Linked DNA regions of Mus musculus: regions 1, 3 and 4 are each linked to region 2. Evidence: chromatin contacts called from public HiChIP or PLAC-seq and promoter capture Hi-C data. All regions are on one chromosome and are shown on one strand. The core of a region is the stretch at or near the end of the contact, and the rest is flanking DNA. Distances in the headings are between cores, read along the strand shown. Region 1 has its middle 25 kb from the start of Gm33622. Region 2 holds the start of A630075F10Rik (RIKEN cDNA A630075F10 gene). Region 3 holds the start of Zfp64 (zinc finger protein 64). Region 4 has its middle 17 kb from the start of Gm52536.

Evidence for each region. Promoter capture Hi-C pulls out the DNA fragments that hold promoters and counts their contacts. HiChIP or PLAC-seq counts read pairs in DNA pulled down with a chosen protein or histone mark.
Region 1: a contact with region 2 is called in an H3K27ac HiChIP or PLAC-seq map of embryonic stem cells, with 15 times the contacts expected there. The contact joins the enhancer-like site here to the promoter of A630075F10Rik in region 2. A contact is called at or near these places in 6 of 39 promoter capture datasets (the HPC-7 cell line, cranial neural crest, frontonasal cranial neural crest and 3 more), 3 of 484 Hi-C or Micro-C datasets (cortical neurons, embryonic stem cells and olfactory sensory neurons), 4 of 115 datasets of contacts at active chromatin or transcription factors (embryonic stem cells and stem cell-derived neural progenitor cells) and 1 of 9 other capture datasets (embryonic stem cells).
Region 3: an H3K27ac HiChIP or PLAC-seq map of acute myeloid leukemia shows a contact between it and region 2, with 19 times the contacts expected there. The contact joins the promoter of Zfp64 here to the promoter of A630075F10Rik in region 2. A contact is called at or near these places in 9 of 39 promoter capture datasets (the 3T3-L1 cell line, 3T3-L1-derived adipocytes, the C10 cell line and 5 more) and 7 of 115 datasets of contacts at active chromatin or transcription factors (acute myeloid leukemia, astrocytes, craniofacial prominence and 3 more).
Region 4: a promoter capture Hi-C map of neural stem cells shows a contact between it and region 2. The contact joins the enhancer-like site here to the promoter of A630075F10Rik in region 2. A contact is called at or near these places in 8 of 39 promoter capture datasets (the C10 cell line, the HPC-7 cell line, cranial neural crest and 5 more), 4 of 15 datasets of contacts at CTCF or cohesin (embryonic stem cells, large pre-B cells, pro-B cells and 1 more), 3 of 484 Hi-C or Micro-C datasets (bone marrow-derived macrophages, nephron progenitors and uterus), 3 of 115 datasets of contacts at active chromatin or transcription factors (embryonic basal ganglia, embryonic stem cells and stem cell-derived neural progenitor cells) and 1 of 9 other capture datasets (embryonic stem cells).

What each region holds. Positions count from the first base shown.
Region 1 is chr2:169,004,603-169,007,302 of GRCm38.p6, forward strand. No RefSeq gene overlaps it. Among named protein-coding and RNA genes, the nearest start is that of Gm33622, 25 kb to the left of the region's middle. Within about 2 kb of position 1,434, at least 17 of the 459 cell types and tissues checked have an H3K27ac peak or open chromatin away from gene starts, as enhancers often do. A contact at or near this core is called in embryonic stem cells, where this site is marked.
Region 2 is chr2:170,069,504-170,072,203 of GRCm38.p6, forward strand. It overlaps A630075F10Rik (RIKEN cDNA A630075F10 gene), which reads right to left and starts at 1,275. Exons shown (of 3, transcript NR_033634.2): 1 at 994-1,275. It also overlaps a transcript of Tshz2 not described here.
Region 3 is chr2:168,954,336-168,957,035 of GRCm38.p6, forward strand. It overlaps Zfp64 (zinc finger protein 64), which reads right to left and starts at 1,252. Exons shown (of 6, transcript NM_009564.2): 1 at 784-1,252. The coding sequence starts at 829. Gm39993 (a long non-coding RNA gene) reads left to right here and starts at 1,748. Exons shown (of 2, transcript XR_867023.3): 1 at 1,748-2,311.
Region 4 is chr2:169,060,457-169,063,156 of GRCm38.p6, forward strand. No RefSeq gene overlaps it. Among named protein-coding and RNA genes, the nearest start is that of Gm52536, 17 kb to the right of the region's middle. Within about 2 kb of position 1,270, at least 14 of the 459 cell types and tissues checked have an H3K27ac peak or open chromatin away from gene starts, as enhancers often do. A contact at or near this core is called in neural stem cells, where this site is marked.

The DNA.
Region 1 (2,700 bases), core at 184-2,683, 1.1 Mb before region 2:
GTGTGTGTGTGTGTGTGTGGACATTAGGGTGAAGGTCAGAGGGCAATTTGTGGGAGTAGGTTTTCTTCTTCTACCTTGTAGATTCTGGGATAGAACTCAGGCCTTCTTCAGGCTTGATGGCAAGTCTCTTTATCCACTGAGTCATCTCACTAGCCTATACCATATCTTCTACTTCCCCAAAGTTATTTCTTATGGGGCAGTGGGCCGTGCCAGGAAACTTGGTAAGGTAGAGCCGGTCTGAGATCCCTGCACCCAGGTACCCACCTGAGAAGGTAGGCGCTCCTTGCTCCCTCCTAGAGTCCTGGCCCGCAACACGTGACCACACTCCCCATGTTGGTCGTGTAGCCCAGAACAGAGTTCTCCATGCTCATGAGGTACCTAGAGGCCCTAAGGGTTTAACCAATAAGCTTCCCTTCCCAGACATTCCTCCCTGTAAAAGGTATTTATTATCTGGTCCACCCCGAGGAGTTGGCATCATCCATTTCCATGGTGAACAGTTGATAAATGATATGGATAAACAAGGACTGTCTCTTTCATCAGGAACCACCATGGGGAGTATAGAGAAGGCCTTTGCTTACAGAGCCACAGTGACAGAAGGCTACTCTGCACTCCCGGACAACTGCTACCAAGCTGAGGACGATCAATCACCAAAGAGCTAAGCCGGAGCTCCCATTTCCCCAGCCCCGGGCTCATCATCGCCCTCAGCCCATGGCCCTGATTCCATTCCCAACTCTTCATGAGCCAGTGGCGCCTGGGTGTCCATGAGTTTGGGAGCACCCCGTCCCGGACTCATTGCAGGCCTGTGGACCCGAGTGCTTCATTCCCAACTTCTCTGTATGGGTTTTCCGGCCCCAACTGGATGCCTGGGTGTCAGGGAACCCAGCTTCGGCCTCCCACATCTTAGGCTGTGTTTTCTTACCCCCTGAGTGGTGTCTAGGCGCTTCCCTAATGCCTAGCATCTGAGGCAGCAGCGCAGGGTAAATGCAGTCTAGTATGCTTCTTGAGTTTACCTCCCCAGTGGTGCCACCCAGCACCCAAGCAGTGGGGCAGAGCACAGACCCACGTCTGGCACTTCCGCATTCTGCCTGCCCAAGCAGAGTATCCCACACCCCAGTGGCGGGGCGGATGTGGACCCACAATTTCTCACTCTGTGAATGTCTTTTTCTGCATATAATCATCATGAATGTATGCATGTGAATGTGTACGCACATACATGTGGAGGCTGAAGGACAATCTGGTGTGGCTGCTTGTATTGCGAATGCTAATTATGTTCCCCATAAAACTGCAAGGAGCTTCTGGGAACCTGCCCCCAGTTGGTTCTGATTGGTAAATAGAGATGCCAGCAGTCAATAGCTAGGAAGGACAGACAGAGGCGGGATTTTAGGACCCTGCCCCCTCTTGGGACCGGAAGCAGAGAGGAGAAGGAGGAGATCCATCAGGTTGGAAGAGTGTGGAGTGACGCCATGCTTGAGAAGAGAGCAGGACAAAAGAGCACGGCCCTGAGGGTTGCCCAACAGGGTCTAGAGCGGCCAAGATAGAACATAGAATTCAGTAAGTAGAAACTTGGCATTTCTGCCGGGAGGTAGATTCTAACAGCATGGAGGTTAGGCAGTGGCCCAGCTCTTGTGCCATTTAAGGCATATTAACATATAAAGGCTGAGTGTGCGTCTTTGGTCTTTCGTTTGGGAACATTAACCATTGGGGATTGGGGCGAGCAAAACCCGGCCACCAGGATTAATATTTAACGTTACAATGTGGAGTGTCAGCCTCAGGATCATCACCCTCTCATTTGATTCAGGGTCTCTGATGGGCCTAGAGCTCCCCAGTTAGGCTAAACTGACTGCTAGTGAGACCCTGGAGCCTCCTTTCTCCACGTCCCCAGTGTTGGGATTACAAGCATGTGTGAGGCCGTTCCCCCTCTCCCTTCTTTATGGCCGTTTTACTGAGGTGGGGAGGAGGGGAGTTCAGGCTACTGTTTCCCATTGGAGACCTTCTGGCGAGCTTTCTACCCGCTTCAGCATATCTCGTGCTTTCCCTTCTGTCTCACTGATCTGCAGAGCGGCAGAGCACCTTGGCTGAACTGTCTTTGAGGACTTTCATTGGGGCTCCAGCTGAGCACATCACAAGGTCGAAGTTCACCAGTGACGTCAGTGTCAGTCAGTGTCACGGGGCACCGGTCACCAGCCGTTTGGTGTCTGTGGTCCCAAAGGCTCTGGTGTTTGAATCCTTGGGCACCAATTGGTTGTTGGAGGAAGTACATCACTGAGGGTGGGGCTTGGGAGTTTCTAGCCTTCCCTCATTTCCGGTCTGTTTTCTCTGCTTCATGCTTGCATTTGTGGGTATAAGCATGTAGCTTCTAGCTCCTGCCATTATGCCTGCAGCTCCCGGCCATGCCTCCTGCCACAATGGTTTTAACCCTGTGGAACCATGGGCTCAATTTTAAATCTTTCCAATCTAGAGTTACCTTGGTCATGGTGGTTTATTACAGCCATGGGGAAGGAGTAGTTTCTATCCCATTTCCTGTCTCTCAGGAGCCAGGAGAAGAGGGACCTGAACAAGAGAGAGAGAAAGAGAGGAGAGGCTGTGGAGATCTCGAGGACAGATTCAGCTAGCCATGACATGCTGTCTGTGTTGTGGTAGTAATGTTCTGAAAATAATCGTTTTTGTTGTTGATAAAGCCTTCTGTAAAATTTCATGCTG
Region 2 (2,700 bases), core at 25-2,524:
CTTCTGGTGTGTCTGAGGAGAGCAACGGTGTACTCACATACATAAAATAAACAAATGTTTGGGAGAAAAAAAACGCATCAGGTAGACACTGTGTCTGCCTTTTTGTGGCTGCCTCTTTTTACCTAGTGTAAGTTCCTCATTGTGCGTTCATGTAGTAGAATAGTCTGACTGCCCTTCCTTTTGAAGGCTGAGTGGGATCTCATTGCATGTGTCTCTGTATCCTACTTATCCAGGCATCCACTGATATGGTACTTCTGCCTTTTAGACATTGTGGATGGATTAATGCTTTGTATGAGCCCGGGTACGTCTCTTCTGTATAGAAATGGTTTTATGACAGGGGCCAGTGAGAGGGCTCAGTAAGCACCAAGTCTCATGACTGAGTTCGAACCCTGGAACTTATACAGCTGTCCTCTGACCTCCACTGTAGGTGGTACCACCCCTGGGAGAGGGGAGGTGGTCCTGAGTTATATAAAGAAGCAGACAGAGCAAGCCACGAGGAAGAAGCCATTACTGGCAGTGTTCCTCCGCAGCCTCTGCTTCAGTTCCTGCCTCCAGGTTCCTGCCTTGAGTTCCTTCCCTGACTTTGCTCAGTGATGGAGTGTAATGTGGAAGTGTAAGCCATGTAAACAAACCCTCCCCTCTCTAAGTTGCTTTCGGTGTTTCATCACAGCAATAGGCAGCAAACAGGGGCAGCCAGCCAGCAAGACACAGTCCATGCTATTCCTCTGGAAATAACCCTGTTTTCTCTCTTCTGACTCCCGCAGGACAATGCCTTAGCCTGGATCTTCCTTCCAGATTGGATCTCCCTCTCTCAGCGCTTCTTCTTCTTTGCTGCATCCTTGCTTCTGACTTTGGACTCAGTGATGACCTCCTCCTGATCCCTGACTCTACGAAGACTGCCAAAAAGAAAAAAAAAAAAAAAAGAAAAGGGGGGAAAAAAAGAAAAGGAAAAGAAAAAAATCCCACCAACCATTTCTCTTCATCCTCACTAACAATTTGGTAATGAAGTATTGATTTCCACTTCTCTCCTTATGGACGATATTAGATTTTCATTGATAAACTGCAAGGGGACTGTCGCATCTCCGAGGGCCTCTTTTCACTGTCCGAAAGAAACAAAGTGCCACTGAAGAAAACTAATGACTGGGAGTGTCGCAGTCCTTCTCTTCTCTGTTTGTAACAGGAAGGGGAGGGGGCCAATCACTCTTCCTAGTTTAATGTCGGAGTGGGCTGCTCTTGGGAGCGAGCTTCTCGCGGTAACAGCCATTTCCTATTTATAACCCCCCTGGGAAAGTTTGTCTAAAGGAAATGTTTCTGTTCAGTGTAACAATTAAGGTTGCACCTGGCTTGCCTAGTCCTGCCCCTGCACCAGGGAGCCATTCATCACAGCAGAGTGGAGGAGTTATAAAGTTAAACCAGAGTTTGAGCCAAGAAAACCTCCCGACCATGTTCATCTTCTGGGAAAGTTGTTGGGATAGGCAGGCTTAACCATGTGGATGCCAAAGGCTTTGTCCTGTGCATGCTCGCTCGGTGAGGTTATACTGGGCAGTCTGTAAGCTTAGTTCCCAGCATGCACACGGTCAGACGACCGTGGCCACAGGGAGGGTGCAGAGCAGAACCTGAGAGACTCTACGAGAGCAAGAAGAGGGAAAGCGGCCAACTTCGCTGGCAGTCTCTTCCTGCAGGACCTGTTGCCTCTCAAACGCAACTTCTCCTCCTAACCAGCAGAATGCATGAAAACAGGGTGTCCGTTTTAAACGCATTCCTGCAACTTTTTTCATTAAAACTTTAAGGGCCCAATTTTAATTTGTGGAATATTCCCGTTAATAATGAGATCTAATTAAGACATCCATTAAAAGCCCGTTAAAGTTAATTTAACGTAAAAATTCCAATAGAACTGTATTAGATTTTCTCCATTAAATTAACGTTATGGATTTTTAACGGATGTCTTAATTACACGTTATTATTAACGGGAATACTGTATTACACAGATTAAAATCAGGTCCTAAGTCAACTTGGAAAAGCTGAGAGCATGTTTTAATATTAAAGTCTCGCAGACCTAGTACACAGTTTGGAAATGCAGGGGAAGATGGGTTTCTTCTAGCTGAGCATTCTCTGTACAATGGAGAGTAACCTATAATAGATAAAGCCATCATTTTATTTAAATAATGAGTCTCTTTATTCTCATAGGACAACAAAGTCTGGATCGTATTGTAAATTGCTACTCATCTATAGGTGAAATATTTAAACTATCTCAGCACAACACTCTGAAACAAACGACCATTTTGCATTATTGCTTTAATTACCAAGGTTATCACAAAAAAAAAAACTGACAAAATGAAGCCAAATATATCCTTTTCACCATTTATCATAGAGGATGTCTGTTGGAAATGTCTTGGAAATTTTGACATGATCCCTAAATTCAACCCTGGGATTTAAAATAAAATTTGAAGGGGAAAAAAAAAACTTATTTACCTCCTAAGGAAAGCGTTACCCTTATGCCACATATAATAGCAAATTGCTTTTTTTTTATGGTATGCATAACCTAGATGGGGAAAAATATGGTGCTTCAGGGAAGGAGGGGAAAGTAAATGAAGTTCCAGGAATGTCATTCTGAAGTAATGAGGCATGGACGGAAAATATACCCCTCACATCATCGGATTGAGATGGCAGTCGAAATAGCTTCATTGAAGTGTCAGCGCC
Region 3 (2,700 bases), core at 2-2,501, 1.1 Mb before region 2:
AACCCGAAGTCCACAGCACTGGAAGACACTGAGACACATGGGGTGGGTGGGGACTGGGTTTAGAGTTCAGAGGACACTCAGGCAAGTTTGGGGAGCCAATGGCTATAATATCTGCAGTTAGCAAAGTGACTCAGGTGTTTGCGAACCTTGTCCACAGCTTTTCAAACATCTGAGGCTCCAGGCACAAGGAAAGACCTGGGATTCCGGCCCCACCCTCCCTCGGAGACCTGCAGGGGATGGACCAAGCAGCCTGTTTTGAACACATGCGCTCCAGGTGGCCGGTCCACGGTTCAGTCCGTGGCCCGTACTTTGGGGAACAAAGGCACATGGAGATAGCAATAGCTTATAGGATGTCAGGAAAATAGCAGAACCTCAAACTCACTGCAAGTCACCCCCAGCCAGGTCTTTCACACCCATATCATCCCCTACCCTGAGTGCCAGGATGGCTCTGCAAACCTGTCCGCGAGCCCCTCAGGGATGCTCCAACCTGAGCCACTGAAGCAGAAGTTTCCCTACCAGTTGGCCTGGATCACCCCACTTTCTCCTCTCCTCTGCGCCCCAAACTCCACCCGGCGGGGCAGGGGAGGTGGTGACAGTCTCCTCGCCGCGTGGCCTCCCCTGGTCTTGCCTCCCCTGGGGTACTGCAAGAGTTCCAGGCGGCTCCCGACCTGACACGCCGACTGGGCTGGCGGGGACAGGCATGCAAGGTGCGCCGTCACCCCGATCCCGGGGCCTGCTGGCTCTGTCCGGGCCAGGCCCCAGCTGCGTCTGTTCAGTACTTACTTTGCATCGATCCAGAAAAGGTGTCTCCTTCCACGCTCGCGTTCATGGCCCCAGACCTTGGGGCGCCGCTCCCGGAGCCCCACGGCTCGCTCTACATTATGCAAAGACTTTTCTCCTGCATATTTCCCGCACCAGCCAGTCTTCTCCCAACTCTGTGAGGCGGGGACGGATGTACAACCAGCGCCACTTCCGCTGCCTAGAGGGCGCTGGCCCCTTGCACCCAGCCCGACTCCCAGGCGGTGCTCTCCCGAGGAACCGGGAAAGGTCGTGGAGTCTAAGACCCGAGTACACCGATCCCTCCACCCTATCCCAGGCATGCCAGGGACTCTGTGGTCGCCTTGCGCCTTTGCATCTTGCCCTCCTGGAGACGCTCATTCCTTCGCAGATGCCAGGAGGATGCGCTGCCGGCCTGGGAGAGTGGAGCCCCAAATCCCGGGGTGCTCCCCTAGGGCAGATCCGGCAGCGTAACACCGGGGCGGGGCCTTTGCCCTGCTGCTGGGTTGAGCCGGTGAGATGGCTCAGCAGGGGTAGGGCACACGTCACCAAGCCTGGTTTCCTGCCAGCCAGCTCACATGGTGGAAACAGACTCAAGCATCTGCATGTACAATATAAGTAACTTAAAAAAAAAAAAAAAAGAGATTAGTGTGTAGTAGATGGGAGAATTCATTGGGGCTCTGCTCCACGGGGGCTTCAGTATTTCACGCAGCATGGAGGGTTTGTTAGAATTGCTTGGGGATGGTGAACTGGAAAGAAGGCATAGTGGCTAAGAGTCTGTGCTGCTCTTGCAACGAATCCCAGCGCCCACATTAGGTGACTCACAACTATTTGCAACTCTTCCCCGAGAATCCTGCACTGAAGAACTGACCTTAGCTCTAACCTTGAGCTTACCCAGAAGGTTCCACAGCCCCTTTTTATTTCCTGTTATGATCTAAGCCACAAAGTCACTCCAAGGGTCAGACTCTGAGAGGTTTATTGGGGAGGGGCTTAGAGTGGCTGCCTCTGGGAAGGGTGGAGGTGAGCAAGGGCGTTGATCAAAAAGAGGCGGGAAGAAAGTCCGCCTTTTAGGGACTATAGCACATGCGCAGGGGAGGAATGTGGCTCAACTTGGCTCCTACTGATGACGTAATTGCCGTCTCAGGGTCCCTGGGTAGGTTGTGGAAGATGTCTAGTAACTACCATCCCTCCCTTTCGTTCAATATAAAAGAGGAGGAACTAAGAAGGGGTGATGTTGAGGCCGGAGAGCAATTTGGACTATTTCCTGTTGTCCGGGGTTGTCGCATGTTCGGGCATTGCTGATCCTCACCATCAGGGCACACTCCGTAACCATGAGACTCAGGCTTTGTGGCTAGCAGCCCGTAGTCCCGTAACAGTAAATTAGTTGTTTGATTAGAGAGTTTTTTGAGTTTGTTGTTGAAGAAATGCCAGAGGAGAAGAAATTGATAAAAGAGGGTTCGATGACAGCCAGGAGGGGCAAGATTTGAACTGCCCTTTCATCATGTCTGGCAGCTATTGCGTGCAACAGGAATTGGTAAGAGCTCTTCTCCGTGTGTCACCCCCAACTTGGGGAAGAGAAATATTAGCATGCAAACTCCTGACCAACTAGGGTGGTAGGCCAGAGTGCCACAAAGAATCGAGGGGATATGAACGGGCAGGCACTGGGGCTGAGATGAGGTAGCAAGGTTACGGTTTTGTTGCAGTCTAGGGAACGTGTCCCAGGTGCCATAAGACAGTTTGTCACACCAAAGAGGATGATATGAAAAAAGGGAGTCAGAGTGACCCCAGGCTCAGTGAATTTGGTGAATGGGGAGGGAGGGTTATTTGACAGGGTCACAGGAGAAGCTATAAGAGGCAGTTGTGAGCTAGTCCCAGGAGGCCGTCTCCACAGCCAGCCATCTCCAAAGCTGCCACATTGGGTGA
Region 4 (2,700 bases), core at 20-2,519, 1.0 Mb before region 2:
GAGAGGAGGGTGAGGCCCAGGAAGTGCCTTGCTTAGGGTCACAATCTGGTGCTGTTCGAGGAAGGAAGGAGAGGAGACTTGCCTCAGGTCTGCGCAGGTACGCATCCTCTGGGAGCCCCTCCCGGAGGCAGGGCTGGCCAGGGAGACGCTGGACTGTTCCAAGTGTCAGAGAAAAGCGTTGCCTGCTTGCTTCCGCACGTGCTACTTCCCGAGAAGGTGTTCCATCAACAGAAATGCTGATTCTCTGGCTTTCTCACGCTAAATTTAGAAATGACATTTGCATTTCCGCAGATCCACAGCACCGGCTTAGAAACAGTTCCCAGAGCCGGGGCCAAGTGAATAGTTTCCCTTTCTTGGCTGTGGGGAATTAGCAAAAATTAGGATGTGCCTGTAACAGGGTAGATGAAGACAGTTGAAAATAGTAAATGCATCCTTTTTAGGAGGTAAAAATCAGTTGTACCTCCAGTTAAATGCAGGGGTTCCAGCCAAATTTCTTCCCTCGATCCCTAACTCTGCCCCTCCCTCTTCCCTCCTCAGTGTCCATCTTCTTTTGTGTGTGTGTGTGTGTGTGGGGGGGCTTGTTAATTTTGAATATCAAAGTTTTTTAAAAATTTTATTTATTTATTGTGTGCATGCTTGTGTGTGCGTGTGTATGTGTATGCACATGTGAGTGTATATGTGTGTGTGCATGTGCCTGTGTATGTATGTGTGTGTGCATGTGTGTGCATGTACCTGTGTGTGTGCCTGTGCCTGTGTGTATGTGTGTGTGTGCACATGTGTATGTGTGTGTGTGTGTGATGCGCAAATATGCACAAACACACAGGCCACAGGGTGCTATGGAGGTCAGAGGACAAATTGCAGGCATGGGTTCTTTTCTTCATCTGGGCTCCAGGGGTAGAACCTAGGCCATCAGGCTTGGTGGCAAGCACCCTTTGCCCTCTGAGCCATCTCGCTGGTCCCAAACCTGACCATTTCTTATACCTTATTGGCAGCTCAAGATCTGAGGGAAGTTCCTGTTAGACTGCAACTCACCCGTTCTGCCTGCAGTTCCTGTGCACTTCTTAGTCCGTTTGATGGAGTTCAAACATTTGAAGAATTACACTGACTTTTTCCGTCTTGGCAGAGTTCTCCCAGCTATTGAGCAAAGGAACAAACAGCTTGTTTCCTGGTCAAGAGGGCGGGAAGCTGTCAACTCCCATCTGTCTCAGGGGTTGATCTACTTTTGGTGGTAATGTTCTACCGTTTCCCGGAGTCTATAAAATCATGAGCACATGTCACCACAAGAGGGCAGTGTGCGCTCTCTCCAGGAGCCCGTACAAATCCTGCCTTTCCCGCGGTGGGTAAAAGGATTTGTCTGGCAAAGGGCAAACCCATTAGGCATCAACATCCTGCATTTTCTTGCTGTTGCTTGTCATCATGGAAGCAATGATTGGAAAGTCCTGATTACCCGCACGATCTCCTAGACAGCGCACGTCTCTAAGCGCTTGCTTTCCAACGTACTGCTTTTGATTTTCACCTGTGCTACCCACGGAACGGGGGACCTAGGGGCACTTTCCCTGCTGCTGTTGGGAGAGCCTGTCTTATCTCTGTGGAGGTTCTCATCTGCGTGGGGGGCTGGTCCCGAGGTACCAGGAATGTGTTTAACAAGACAGCAATAGCTAAAGTTTTTAAAAGAGCCTTCATTCGTCTCTTGCAGGGGCTGCTGGTGGGGGATGTCATTATTAGTGCAAAATGTTCTGGAAAGTTCTCGATGATAATAACCTAAGGCAAGCATACATGAAGAATCAGTGAATTACGTTTTCAGTCCTTTTTTTTTCTTTAACCGACATGCCAAAAAAGTAAGATTTTTTTTTTTGATTTCATAAGCAAAGCCCAGAGGTGACATTTGTACAGTTGAAATATGGCCTACTGTGACTCCGTAGAATCTCATCAATAGATCTCTTTGCCAGATGGACCTGGGACTGGCAAAATCACCATCATGTCAGTGTTTCAGCTTGCGTTTGACTGGGTGTGAGGCAGTGAAGTGAGGGTCTGGGGCAAAGACCCTCTTTGCTTTCTCTTTTTATACAAAAATTCAGCAAATCAATTGTTGGCTTTAGACCTGCAGGGCAGAGTCTCCGTGTAGGCTGCTGTGTGACTTTCTGCTGAAGGTGAGGCCAGAGGCTCTCTGGAGGGCAGTGAGGATTGGTGGGCCAATGTGGATGTTCTAAGATGAGGGATCATCACTGGGTAGCCGCGAAGGTCAGGGAGAGCAGCCGATGCTGCCACTGGGGAGAGAGGTAGAACGTTCCAGAAAGATGGTGCTGGGTCCGTTAGGTCTTGATCGCTGGTGTCTGGCAATGACAGACAGAAAGATTTTCCCCAACAGAAACAGAGCAAATGAGGTTACAAATACATCCATGCACTGATGGCCAGGGATTCAAGCACTACATGCCTCCTGGGCTGGTACCTCACAGGCTGCAGAAAACCCATGATGTCACACCCCAGCAGGGAAGCCGGGAAGGTGAGATTTGTGACCCTTGGCACTCAGTCGGGGACAGTCATGCTCCTAGGAGACGTTATTTTTATTCAGGAGAGAAGGGCTTGTGGCACCTAGGGACGAGAAGAATCCCTGGCTTGATGGAGAAGAACTCTGTTACCACACGCCAGCAAGACAGGGTGAGAAGCCCAGAGAGACTTGCTCAGGAGGGAGAAAGAGAA